Regions from separate parts of the Canis lupus genome. Here region 2 is linked to region 1. The links are chromatin contacts, called in public Hi-C maps. All regions are on one chromosome and are shown on one strand. Each heading gives the region's core, a stretch centred on a gene start, on an enhancer-like site or on the middle of the called end of the contact. The rest is flanking DNA. Distances are from core to core; before and after follow the strand shown. Region 1 holds the start of DMAC2L (ATP synthase subunit s, mitochondrial). Region 2 holds the start of MAP4K5 (mitogen-activated protein kinase kinase kinase kinase 5).

Region 1 (6,633 bases), core at 1,532-4,031:
TTTACAAAGCTGAACATGTGCTTATCCTATATGACCCAGCAACTGGACTCTCGGGCATTAATTCCACGTAAATAAAAACAGGTTCACACAAGAAGCAGTATACTGATGTTCATAGCAGCTTTATTTCAAATAGCTTAAAACTAGAACTCAGTTGTCATTCGAAGGGTGAACGGTTAAACCTATTGTGGTATATTCATACCTTGAAATACTATACTCAGCAATAAGGAATAAACCCTTGAGACTTGCAACAATCTGGATGGATTTCAAGGGATTATGCTGAGTGAAAAAAAAAAAGCTAATCCAAAAATTTACATACTTTGTAATTCGGTTTATAGAACATGCTCAAAATGGCAACATTTTAGAAAGGGAGATAGACTGGGGAGGGGTGCCTTGCAGGAATGAAGTGTATTTATAGAAGGGCACCAGGAGGAATCCCTGTGGTGATGGGTGTTGTAGCTTGACTGTGGTGGCAACACGACAATCTACATATGTGATAAAAACTATGTAGAATCAGGGACACCTGGGTGGCTCAGTGGTTGAAGGCCTGTCTTTGGCTCAGGGTGTGATCCTGGGGTTCCAGGATGGAGTCCCATGTCAGGCTCCCTGTGAGGAGCCTGCTTCTCCCTCTGCCTGTGTCTCTGCCTCCCATGGATAAATTTTTAAAAATCCTTAAAAAAAAAAAAAAAAAACCTACATAGAACCAAATACACAAATGTAAAACTGGGGAAATGTGTATAAGATCAATGGAATGTGTCAATGTCAATTTCCTAGTTATCATACTACACTACAATTTTGCAAGATGTTATCATTGGAGGAGAATGGGTAAAGGATATCCAGGATCTCTATTGTTCCTTATAGCTGTGCAGGACTCTACAGTGATCTCAAAACAAAAAAAAATGAATTTAACAAACAACCGTCTCTTTTTTTATTTGTAATGGGGAAAGCAGGTAACATTCTACCTTGTGTTCATAAATAAAGTATTCAACTGTCTAGAAAGTAAAATTATTTAAACATAATAAGAGTAGTCATTTATCCAGTATAGTTTACCCTTAAACACAGGGATTAAAACGCCCCCTACTCCAGGGGTTGAAAATCTGCATATAACTTCTGACTCTCAAATTTAACTACTCACAGCTTCCCATTTGATTAGAAGCCTAATAACATAGTTAACACATAGTTTGCATGTTATATGTATCATATACTGTATTATTATAATAAAGTAAACTAGAGAGGGACACCTGGGTGGCTCAGTGGTTGAGCCTCTGCCTTTGGCTCAGGTGATCCTGGAGTTCTGGGATGGAGTCCCTCATCGGGCTCCCCGCAGAAAGCCTGATTCTCCCTCTGCCTATGCCTCTGTCTCTCTCTGTATGTATCTCTCACGAAGGGATGGATAAAATTTTAAAAAACAAAACAAAACAAAACAAAACAAAAAAACGAGAAAAAATGTTAAGAAAATCACAAGGAAAATACATTTGTATTACTGTATGGGACTTATTGAAAAATATCTCTTTTAAGTGTTCAAATCCTTGGTCTTCAAAGTCAACTGTACTTCACTGTGCTAAACACCTATGAGCCTTATCTCCTGCAATCCACACAACAGCCCTATAAGCGGGACATTATTACTCCTAGTTCACAGAGGAGGAACTAAGGCAAAGAGGTGAAATGAGATTCACAAGCAACCAGACCACGGGCTGGAACCAAATTCAAAGTCCTTCCAGCAATAAAGTTTTTAACATTCTATTTTTGTTCTGTTCAGCTGTTTTTTTTTTTTTAATTTTTAAATTTTATGTATTTATTTGACCGACAGAGCACAACCAGGGGGAGCTACAGACAGAGGGAGAGGGGGAAGGAAAAGCAGGGCCCCGCTGAGCGGGGAGCCCCCATGTGGGGCTGGATCCCAGGACCCCGGGATCATGACCTGAGCCAACGGCAGACGCTTGAACGACTGAGTCACCCAGGTGCCCCTGTGTTCAGCTGTTCTGATCCTAAAAATCAAAAACTGCCACTAAGCACAGAGTACAGGTGTTCAACTGCCACGGTGACGGTGAATCACACAGCTTTAGGGTCAGGAGGTCGTCTAGGGATTACGTAGCCCACGTCTCTCGCCTTACGGATAGGACCACCGGGTGAAGGGCGCGGTCCAGGGAGGCGCGTCCGCAGCCCCGCACAGCATATTTAAAACCCCGTCTCCACCCAGCGTTTAAGATAAGGAAACAGACAGTTACACGACGGCGAAGACCGCGCGTCTGGTTCTCCTAGACGCTCGCTGTTTACAGCACCAAGAAATGACCCCGCCAGGAGCGGCTCAAAAACAAGTCCGGGAGGCTGCAGGCTGCCCGGCGTGGCCGTCCCGCCCCCGAGCTAGGGAGGGACAGGCCCCGCCCCTGGTGGGCCTCCGCCCGCGGCCCGCGGCCCGCAGCCGGCCTCCAGCTAGCGGGGGGTGGGGGGGGCCTAGGGGGGCCTGGCGGGGAGGCCGCCGGGCCCGTCACCCCAGTCACGCCCAGACCTTCTCCCCAAATCCCGAGGACGCTGGGCGGCGAGGACCGAGGACGCGCGAGTCGACGGACCAGCTTTCCCGCCAGCCCAACAGCGGGAGAGGGAAAGCGCAGAGCGGAGCGCAGCCACCCGCCCGCCGCCGCCTCGCTCAGGGCCCAGCTCCGCTACTCACAGCGCAGGAGGAGGCGAGCGCGCCCCGCGTCCTCGGCGCCGCCGGCCTGCCCTTCGCCCTCCGCCGCGCGCGCTCATTGGCCACTGGCGCCGCTCCCACGTGGGGCGAAGGTGCGCGCTCGATTGGCCCTTGAGTGGGAGGCGGGGCCAGGCGGCGCCGGGAGCTCTGCCGCGTCCGGCTCCGGGGGCGGGCTCTGGAGGCCGAGGGAGGGCCGGGGAGGGCCGGGGAGGGCCGGGGAGGGGGCGCAGGCCATGGTGCCGGCGCTGCGTTACCTGAGCGGAGCCTGCAGCCGGGCCCGCGGGGGTTTCCCCGGGGGCTTCTCTGCGGCGCGCAGGCCGGCGCAGGGGAGGCCCTGGCCGCTGTGCCAGGGTGGCCGCAGAGCCAGCACCCGGTGAGTAGCCGCTGGCCTGCCCTCGTCGCCTGTGCTACTACTGCTGCTTCTCCTTGAGGCGCCCCTTGCTGGACCTCTGCCCTTGCTCTGCTTCCCTCTCCCGGGCGTGAGAGAAGGTCAGGATCCGGTGGAGCCTGGGATCCCAGCCTCGGATCCCAGCAGTTTCCTTCTAGGATTCATTCGTTGTGTTTGTGTGCCGGATGAAAAGAGTAAGGCGGTGTGGAGTAGAGAGGTCCAGAGCAGCTCTGGTTTTGGATACTGTCCCTGCACCTCCTGTTCAGTTCTTGGATGGGTCACTTAAGCTCCTTAAAGGCTCCATTGTGAGTCGGAGCCTAGTCTCTCCTGTAGGTGGTCCTTTTAAGGATTCAAGGCCCTACCACACCAAGCGATCAAATATACTGTTTATTAGCTGGCATCCCTGCCCGGTGTTGCTCGAAAGGCCTGAAACCGTTCTTAAACCCATCAGGTCCTGGCAACCACTGCATAGAGTTGCCCCTGTGAGAAGCGGTGCAGTTGCTAATCAAAGCCTGCACAAGTAAGTGTCCTGTGATTTGAAGTTTGGAGATCCCATCTCTCCCATATGGAGATCCCATTTGAAGTTTGGAAGCCACTGTCTTTCTCTGCTCTCTGTAGAGGGAACGGCTTATGCTGAGGCTTTACAGCTGGAAAGCTCTTGGCTAGTTCAAGAACTGGAAGGTGGACGAGCTGAGCGTGACCAGAGCTTAGTGGAACAGAGGTGGTGTGGAATGGCCCTGGAGAGAGGCTGCATCACAGCAGGGATTTTATTTTAGCCACATAGTGAATTTTATTCTGAGAGCATTGGGAGCCTTTTAAAGGGTTTTTAAAGAATAGGGAGTGATTAAATGTTGAGGTTTCCAAATTTGACTGGTTGCTGTGTGTGTTAGTGGTTTAGTTAGTGGATTAGAGTGGCATAGAATTTGTGAGTCATAGAAGGGGGTACGTAGACAATTATTTTGGGATTGCTTTTCTTAAGGGAAGAGAAGTAGGATTAGTGATGGTTTTGTTTATAGTTGTTAAAAGAAATAATTATAGAGCCACAGGAAATTGAAAAAAAACTCACCAGATTTTATGCATCCTTCAGCCAATTTACCCCAATGATAGGATCTTACCTAACTATAGTACAATATCAAAATTAGGAGATTGACATTGGCACAATCCACAGACCTTGTTCACATTTCATCGGTTTTTACATGCACTCATTTGTGTGTGATTCTATGCAATTTAATCATGTTAATTTGTGTAACTGCCACCACAAATAAAGAAATGTTTCATTGCCACAAAGACATCTCTTGTGTTACCAAATCCCTTTATATTCACATCCCGTCTCTCCACCCTTCCTAACCCTTGGCAACCACTAATCTATTCTCTAGCTCTAAGATTTTGTCATTTTGAGCATGTTGTATAAGCAGAGCCACACAGTATATAACCTTTTGAGATTGGCTCTTTTCACACAGCATAATGTCTTTGAGATTCATCCAAGATGTTGCCTATAATGACAGTGGATTCCTTCTAGTTGTTCCATGGCATGGATGTATTACAGTTTGACCATTCACCATTTGAAGAACATCTGGACTGTTTATAATTTGGGACTATTATGAGTAAAGCTACTGTGAACATCTTATGTACAGGTTTTTGTATGAACATTGGTTTTTATTTTTCTGAGATAGATGCCCAGCAGCGTAGTTGCTCAGTCATGTTTAGTTAGTACATGCTTGATTTTTTTTCATTGTAGGCATGTTTTTTAATGTAGGGCCATAAGAGGAATATCCATTGAGAAATACTGAGCATTGATTTATAAAAGAAAAGTACACCAGAGGTTCCCAAGAAAGTATAAAACATGAAGTCATGCACCTGGGATCCAGGTTCTGAATGTTAGAATTTCCCTTACAGAAAGACTTGAGATGGGTGGAGTCCATATTTGGGACTAAAAAAGGGACCATTATATCCTTTAACATCTTCAACAATCCAAAGAATGGCCTGAGGAAGAGTGGGAGACCAATGATGTGGCCCAAATTGGGTAAGATATAAGCCCAAAGATCTGTTTTTCCTGCATATGAGTGAGCACAGAACAAAGGAAGTTGTGCCACCATCAAGGCCTAAAGCAATTATCTGATTTGAGTGGAGTGTGTTATACGATGGTAAAGATTTATTTTTTTTATTTTTAATTTTTAATTTAAATTCAATTAATGGCAAAGATTCATGTTTAGTTGGTAGAGCATGTGACTTTTGATCTCAGGGTGGTTCAAGGTCCACTTTGGGTGTGGAGCCAGTTAAGATTAAAAAACAACAAAAAACTAAAAGTAAAATTTAAAAAATTTAGAATATTGGTTTATGTGCATGCTTTAAAGAGGCTTTTTAGAAATAACATATTAAAATATTTAATGATGTTTAGAATTTGCATCAAAATAATTTAGTGCAGGAAGGAGATGAAATAGGTGGGGTATTGAAAAGGCAAGATTGGCCATGTTCCTATCAAACTAGATTTGTTGGCCATGAGGTAGGTGCTAAAGGTAATCTTTTCTGCTTCTTGTTGCTGAATTGGTAGACTATACATGCCCTTCTTAATCTTTTTCTTTTAAAGATTTTATTTATTCATTTAAGAGAGAGAGGGTGTGTGCATACAAGCAGGGGGAGGAGCAAATGGGGAAGGAGAAAGAATCCTCAAGCAGACTCATTACTGAGCGAGGGGGCTCATCTCATGACCCACAATCATGACCTGAGCCTCGGAAACCAAGAATCAGATGCAGCACAGATTGAGCCACCCAGGTGCCCCTGTACTTGAGTTTCAAGTGAATAGATGGTAGAGAAGAGTGTGATGCTTAACACAGTAACTGCAGATGCAGCCAGTCCTGGCAGAGGGCTATGGAGATTTAGAGATTGAGAGCAGCTTGGGGAACTTGCTGCCCTGCCTGCTGGGTGTAGCTGTTATACTACTGACCCAGCAATGCCGTAATTCTTAAAGGCTTTTCTGTTAAGAAGCCAATAGCATAAAGCCCAATAAATATTTGATTTTAATGATTACAAATTAATAGTTTGATCGTCCACTGATCATGAAAATTGTGCACACGAAGTTTGATGAGATCTACAGTAAACATGCTTTAAAGGTGACTTTCTCTTAAAGCTCATTTGACGTAGTCATTATTGGTGGCGGAATTGTGGGCCTTGCCTCTGCCAGAGCACTCATCCTGCGGCATCCAACACTTTCCATTGGTGTTCTGGAAAAAGAGAAACATCTAGGTATGTATAATATCAATGTTGCTCTTTGGGCCTAACCTGAGTACCTGCTCATTTTCTCAGTTCTACATCTTTTGTGTTGAATGTTGATGTTTGTACCCTAGTTTGGGTTCTTCATAAAGCAGAGCCTCAAACTAGAACTTGAGGTGATTTGAGAGGTTGTTTAGGAGGCAGGAGCGAGGGGGTGTGCAGAGTAAACCGGAAAGGAGGAAAAGCCAAGGAGGGTACATTATCAAGGTTGCTGTTGTGAGCTTGATTCCTCTGGGACCTCTGAGGAGCTACATAAACATTTCAAGGGATTGTGCACATTTATCCATCA
Region 2 (6,500 bases), core at 1,252-3,751, 200 kb before region 1:
GATCTAGCCAACCAGGTACCCCCAACACTTCTTTTTTAAAACTCCCCTCATACTGACTTGATACTGATTCTGAATGAGATACATGGTCTACTGCTGTCCAGAACAAAATAGAGCTCTTCTATTCTTCAAAAACATGATTCTTCCCTCAATAGACGACTCTAATTAGTAACAGAAAGAATAGCTGAACTATTTGAAAATCTAAATCATAACTGTGGCAGAAGATGTCTTCCAAAATTTAATTATATCTAACAAATCCATGGAGCAATAAACTCAATCACACAGTGTTACATTTTGCAACTAGTTTATGCCAGAAGGTTCATCAGGAGATTATACAGGTTAAGCCTACATGTTCCATACACAAAACTTAATGTCCTCATGCTCTGTTCTGTCACACTTGAGTTTTGATAAGGCTTTCTATCTTGGATAATTAGTTGCAAACCTTACCTAGGTAGAAGTTAAAAATTTTATGTTCCCAGTTTTTTTTTTTTTTTTTATTCAGCCTTGGCTGAAGAAACCAGGAGCCACAGATTACAATTAGCATTTTACTAAAGAACTGTGACAGAATGGAAAAACACTACAAAACACAGAGCAAACCATTACAGGTTGTTATGTAGATGAGAGTAAAACCTGGAAGATATTTTACATGTCAGATATTATGAAGACACAAAGAATATATGATAATGAGGCAGAGATAAAGGGCTTATCAAGTTATACGTATTCTTATTCCATACTTTGTTATAACATTCAGCAGTTTGTAAGAAACTGCTAGCTACAATTTTAAAATTATTATTATTACATTATATTATTGAAAGCTCTGTGCTTAATTGTTTAGAATGTAAAATTAAATTTATGTGCCAAATGTTTATTTTATGGATATTAAACTTGAATTTCTCTACCAACCATGTAATATTTAACTCACCAGCTATGATTTCACTGATCTTGTTTAAATGAACTCAACCAGTATTTTTAAAAAATATTTTTAAATAAGATTCTTTTGGAGTTAGAATAAAACAAATGTTTTCCTCTTTGCATCAATGGCAGTACAAGTAATGATTATAGCAGACATATTTTTAAATCACCATGTAAAATTTCAACTTTTTCCATGCTATCCGCCTCTGAATTGATAGTCAAAGCATATGGATCTGCCATTGCTGGCAACATAAAAATATCTGCACTCCAGAGTCTTGTTGAAGCCTATGACCTCAAACTTTTTATTACTCAATTCGTATCAAACATTGTGCTTCAAGAATAACATGCTTGAAGGATTATCAGACACTTACCCTTGTTTCAAATTGGGAGTTCAGCGTTTCCACTTTATGAAGGCTCATGAGGTAAAATTCTCTAAAGTCTTCGTAGTAGGACAAGATGTGCCTCTCTTGATCAACTGCTTCACTGTGATCTCAAAAACACTATAAAACCCCGCTGCTTTGGCAAATTTGCTGCATTGCTCTAGTATCCTCTTTTCCCTCTCTTTAACATCATACCTATTTCTTCATTTACCTATTTTTATCTTGTGTAATAGTATGTATTTTCTGTATGCTGCCTCAAATTCTCTGGAATAATGCAAGTATAAATACGTAAGAATAAACTCCAGACTAGAAAAAGGATCAATGCTCATAGGGTCAAAGGAAGAAAAAAAAGAATTTATGACTGTAAACAAGTACTAGGATACCAATAGAACATTTGAAAAGATTTTGAGTCATTGAAGCCAAAAGTATGTGCCCACCAAAACAAGTGCCAAGAAGCTTTGAAAGAAGGAACTGTTCTTCAACAATTTTTTCAATGCAGCAAACACATAGGCTTTGTCCATAGAGCATGTAAGTCTGAGCTTACTTATGTTCGCTAAATAAGTGCCTTTTGTGCAGGGAGCACAAGAAAATACATATATTCCTCGTCCTGTTAAGGTGTAAATTTAATTTCTACATTATACAATTAATTACAATGATCACCAACAAGGAGTATATCGCCCAAGAACGGAATTGAATTGGATGCTCAAACTCACAAGCCAACATCCGCAACTTGCTCTTTCCTGATTTTTCAGTTACTAAACGCATTGGCTGAGCATTATCTGGCTTTTCTGTTCGAAACCTCTACTGAAATATCTTTTATGTATTTCTACTGAAATACATAAATCTGGCAACTTTATTTCTACCTTCAGAACGAACAGGACTGGAACTGAAATTGCAAAACAGCTTGTGAAACATCAGCCCAATGACTTCCTCGAACTCCTGTTTCCATACTCTGTGCACTGTGAAGTAGTTTATGACCTCTTATATGGATTAACCCTCTCTATAATTCTGTAAGACGCCTTATAAACACTTTTTTTTGGGGGGGGGGTGTGCCAGATACAAAACCTTAACCCCAAAAGCAGCAGATAACGACCCTGAGATATCGCCAAATATGATGTGCTGCCCCAGATCACCTACTGAGGAGGTGGTAGAGCCAGAAGCAGGTTGTGGTCTCTGCTTTTGTTTTTATCTTCTGCAGAACTCCGGATCCCATGCAAGGCGCAGTCCCGCCATGAGGCATAGCGTGTATCGCCAACAGGGATAAAGGCCACTGAGGCTTCCTGGGAATTCAGGCTTTCGGAAATGTCGTGGAAAAACTCAGGAGAAGACAGGTTGTGCAGGTAGGTGTGTAGTGCAGCCTCAAACTGGTACCACCGGGAATGATTTGCAAAACAGGAAGGTGCAGTGGTAGGGTGTGCCGCGGCGCGGCCAGGCCGGCACTCCCGCGACCTCCTTCCCCGGCCCCCGCGGCCAGGTGACTTCTGGCCCAGTGCCCTCAGCCTACCTACCTTTTCCGTGTTGGCCTGGAGAGGCTGCCCTCGCGCCCACCCTTCCCCCCTCTACCCGTCACCCTCCAAATTTACCTGGCGAATCTGGGGGGGCGGTTTAGCGGAGGCCGGTAGGCTCGCGAAGGCCCGCCCGGGGTGGGGGTGGGGGTGGGGGTGGGGGGCGTCCGTCACCTCAGCGGGGAGCGCAGCCTGGGCGGAGGAAGGACGCGCCCCGGCCGGGGGGGGGCGCGGTGGCCTGGCGGCCGGGAGGCTGTCGTGTCCCGACCAGGCCTCAGGGCGGCACTCTGGTCCCGCGGCCGGCGCGCTCGGGCGGGCCGCTGGGCGCCGACCCACGCTGGCCGGGAACGTTTCACCCGGTGACGCAGCCCCGGGTGGGGGACGTGGTGCGGCGGCGGCGGCGGCGGCGGCGGCGGCGGCGGCGGCGGCGGCGGCGGCGACGGCGGTACGCGCCTCCGCCGCCTGCGAGCGGACGTGCGGGGCGGCGGCGGCGGCGGCGCAGGGTCCGCAGCGGCAGCGGGCGCCGGGTCGCGGGTCGCGGGACGCGGGACGCGGGCGCCGGCGTGGAAGTAGGTCCCTGGCTCCGCGCTCAACAAAGAGCGGGGCCGCCCCCCTCGGGTACCGAGCCGGCCCCAGGCCCCGGCGGGCGGGGAGGCCGGCGGGCTGTTCGCGGACGGCCGGGAGGGGGAAGGGCCGCGCCCGGGACGGGACTAGGGGGCGCCGGGGACCCTTCCAGGCCCGCTCGTCCGCGCTCCCCGGCGGGGCGGAAGGGAAGGGGCCGGGCCGCCCGGGGTTGCAGCCTCTGCTCGTCCCTCGTGCAGGCGGAGCTGCGGGCAGAGGCTCCATGTTGGGAAGCGGCGCCGCTCATCCTCGTTAGCGGGACTCGGGGCGCCGGGGGCAGAGCCGGCGGGGGCCGGGCCCTGAGCGAAGATGGAGGCCCCGCTGCGGCCTGCCGCGGACATCCTGAGGCGGAACCCGCAGCAGGACTACGAGCTCGTCCAGAGGGTCGGCAGTGGCACCTACGGGGACGTCTACAAGGTGAGTCGGGCCGGGCCGGGCCGGGCCGCGCCGCGCCGCTTTCCCGGCCGAGTGTGAGGCGTGGGGAGGATGCTTTTATTGTCGCATCGTGGGGATGAAGCGGCCAGGCTTCCTTTTTACTCCGCTCAGAGCACCTTATTTTCATTCCTTGCTCTGATCGCTGCCAACACGCAGAACTAACCAGACCTTTGCAAAACCACTGTTGTACTTCTGTGTGTGCTAGGAAGGCTTCTTACGTTTGTTTGTGGTATCGAGGGGGAGTTCGAGTCTGCTTCTAGGAGTTGCACTTGAGGACGTGCCAGTCTCAGCAAGGAAAAATGCTGCATCAAAGACAGTAGGTGAGAAAGAATATTGACACGAGGCGTTTGCGTTTAAAGAAAAAAAAAAACTCTTACCTGGTTGAGCTTGAGTTTTAAAAGTCATAATGAAACCAGATCTGTCAGTTTTCACTGTAAACGGTCTAATACCAATCAAAATGATGTGTGCATAAACATTATCCTATGTAGGATTCTGCTTTTCCTGGCAGATGTTTCATCATTTGTATTTGGTGGTTTGTTTGGGTTTTTTTTCCCCCTACTTTAGCAGTTCCTCTCTCAGGGATTTAGAACATTCCATGACCGGAGAGGGGATAAGAGCTGTTGTCTTTTTAATTGTGTTCCCTGGCATTATTTGCGACAAATGAGAGGGTGAGGTACTGTTAATTTAATATTAAAGAAGAATTATAGAGAAGCAAACAATTCCATAAATCCACTGGGTTCTTGAAGGATTAAAAGGAAAGAGATCGCTTCAGATTGGTTTATGCTTTTTGTTTTTTCTATTTCAAGAGAAGCATTAATGTAACTCATATGGATATATTAAGGGAAATTTCCTTTGATTTTTGCAACAGCTTTCCTCATTAGATTTAATATATATATCTCATTATTCCAAGCAACGCTCCTGCATGTATAGCTTAAATGGTCTTCTGTCATATGGGTAATTTACCGTAGACTCTTCTGGGGTATGTCATTTTATTGCACAGATGGTAGAATGTAAAGAAAACATTGCCTTTCAGCTCCTTTTTTGCTTTTATTGTTCTATTAGTAATAATGATTCGAAGTAGTACATGACAATTCTAGCACTGTGTCATTTTACTGAGATGGACTGTGATGGGTAGGCTTTTTATTCATTAAAAGGACATTTGAGTCTTCTATGCTAGGCACTGTTACAGGAATGGGGTTTTGAACTGTGAGGAAAGTCCCAATTCTTGCCCTGTTGTGAATACCTTTGAATTCAAAGTGGATAAAAATAACAGAATCCTCTTTATGTAGAATTAGAGGTAATTAACTCTGCATTGTTTAGCCATGGATTAGCCCTTTTGTGGAATGCTCTTTAAAAAATTGAAATTCTTATTTTGTCTTCTCATTCCTACTTTTTAGTCATTTTCATCTTATGAGTCACTATGTATTAGATCAGTGCAATTCAGTTCATGTTAATGAAATAGTCTAAATTCCAGTTCTTACATATTTTTTCTTCCTACTACAAGAAAATTTAACATGTTTTCTTCACAAAAATTTCAAGATCACCTTTATTATTATTATTATTATAAATATAATGACTACAGCAATTCTCTGTAACAGGATTTATTCTTGCCAGGAAAAGCAAAGGGGGTACCTCCCTGCCTCATCTCTCTTCCGCATCTCTTAAAGAGAGGATCAATGACTGAATATTTATCATACATCATCTTCACCGCCCCTCCCCCCCATCTCCTTACTCACCACATTCATGCTTCCTCGCACTTACATATGTATACTGATTCCACTCCTGGCTAGTCTCTGATTCCTAAACATCCTCAATATCCTGGTTCCTTATCTTTTGTTTTCCTTTGTTCTAATTACCTGGAATCACCTCCCACCCCCCTTTCAAATGTTACCTCTCTTACCTGTCCTTGAAAACCTTCCTCACAAGCTCCTCCAGGAAGCCCCAGCTGTTCCTCTTATCTCTCCCTCTTCATCTATTACTCTTTACCATCTTCATTCTGTTCTAGCCACACTGGTCTGTTTTCTCTTCCTTAAACATAAGAAGCATCTTCCTACCTTTGGGTCTTTGTTCTTGCATTTTCCTCTGCTCAGAATGTTTTTGCTCAGACAGCCATGACTTGCTCCCTTCCCTTCTTTCTTTTACACTACATCTTTTTTTACTAATGTATTTTTTCTTTGCACTTAATCACCACATAACATAATCTTTATTTTTTTCTTGTTTATTATCTGTTTCAATCCACTAACATACTCCATGAGGACAGGAGTTTTTATCTGTTTTCACTCCTCCCACAGTACCTGGAATTATACCTGCCACAGAGTAAGTGCTTCTAAAAATTCGATAAATGAACGAATGAATAACTCTCAGTAATTCTGTCACCTAGTTGTCTTTTGACGTCACAACACTCAGCACTTAAGACTCTGTGTCTGTCTATAAAGTCTATTAAGATATCCAGCTATATATTTTTAGTACAAATTTTAATTATTTGAGTTCTTTAGGAAAAATATTTCTGGAAAACTATTTCATAGCATATCCATTTGCAGCTCTCTAAACCTTACAGAATTGTGTCAGTTTGTATTTATTCCTTTTTATATACCTAAAAATATGTAACAATCAGAATGTAGTGCTGAAGTTTTGAAACTCAGAGCAGTTA

The links. A called contact is a pair of places that touch in the nucleus more often than the background predicts.
Region 2: a contact with region 1 is called in a Hi-C map of blood, with 2.8 times the contacts expected there. The contact joins the promoter of MAP4K5 here to the promoter of DMAC2L in region 1. A contact is called at or near these places in 3 of 9 Hi-C or Micro-C datasets (amygdala and blood).

Annotation. Positions count from the first base shown.
Region 1 is chr8:26,980,477-26,987,109 of UU_Cfam_GSD_1.0, reverse strand. It overlaps DMAC2L (ATP synthase subunit s, mitochondrial), which reads right to left and starts at 2,781. Exons shown (of 5, transcript XM_038544668.1): 1 at 2,669-2,781. It overlaps L2HGDH (L-2-hydroxyglutarate dehydrogenase, mitochondrial), which reads left to right and starts at 2,885. Exons shown (of 8, transcript XM_038544666.1): 1 at 2,885-3,059; 2 at 6,202-6,317. The coding sequence starts at 2,920.
Region 2 is chr8:27,180,206-27,186,705 of UU_Cfam_GSD_1.0, reverse strand. MAP4K5 (mitogen-activated protein kinase kinase kinase kinase 5) reads left to right here and starts at 2,501. Exons shown (of 33, transcript XM_038544670.1): 1 at 2,501-2,629; 2 at 3,616-3,832. The coding sequence starts at 3,725. ATL1 (atlastin-1) reads right to left here and starts at 2,945. Exons shown (of 14, transcript XM_038544676.1): 1 at 2,873-2,945.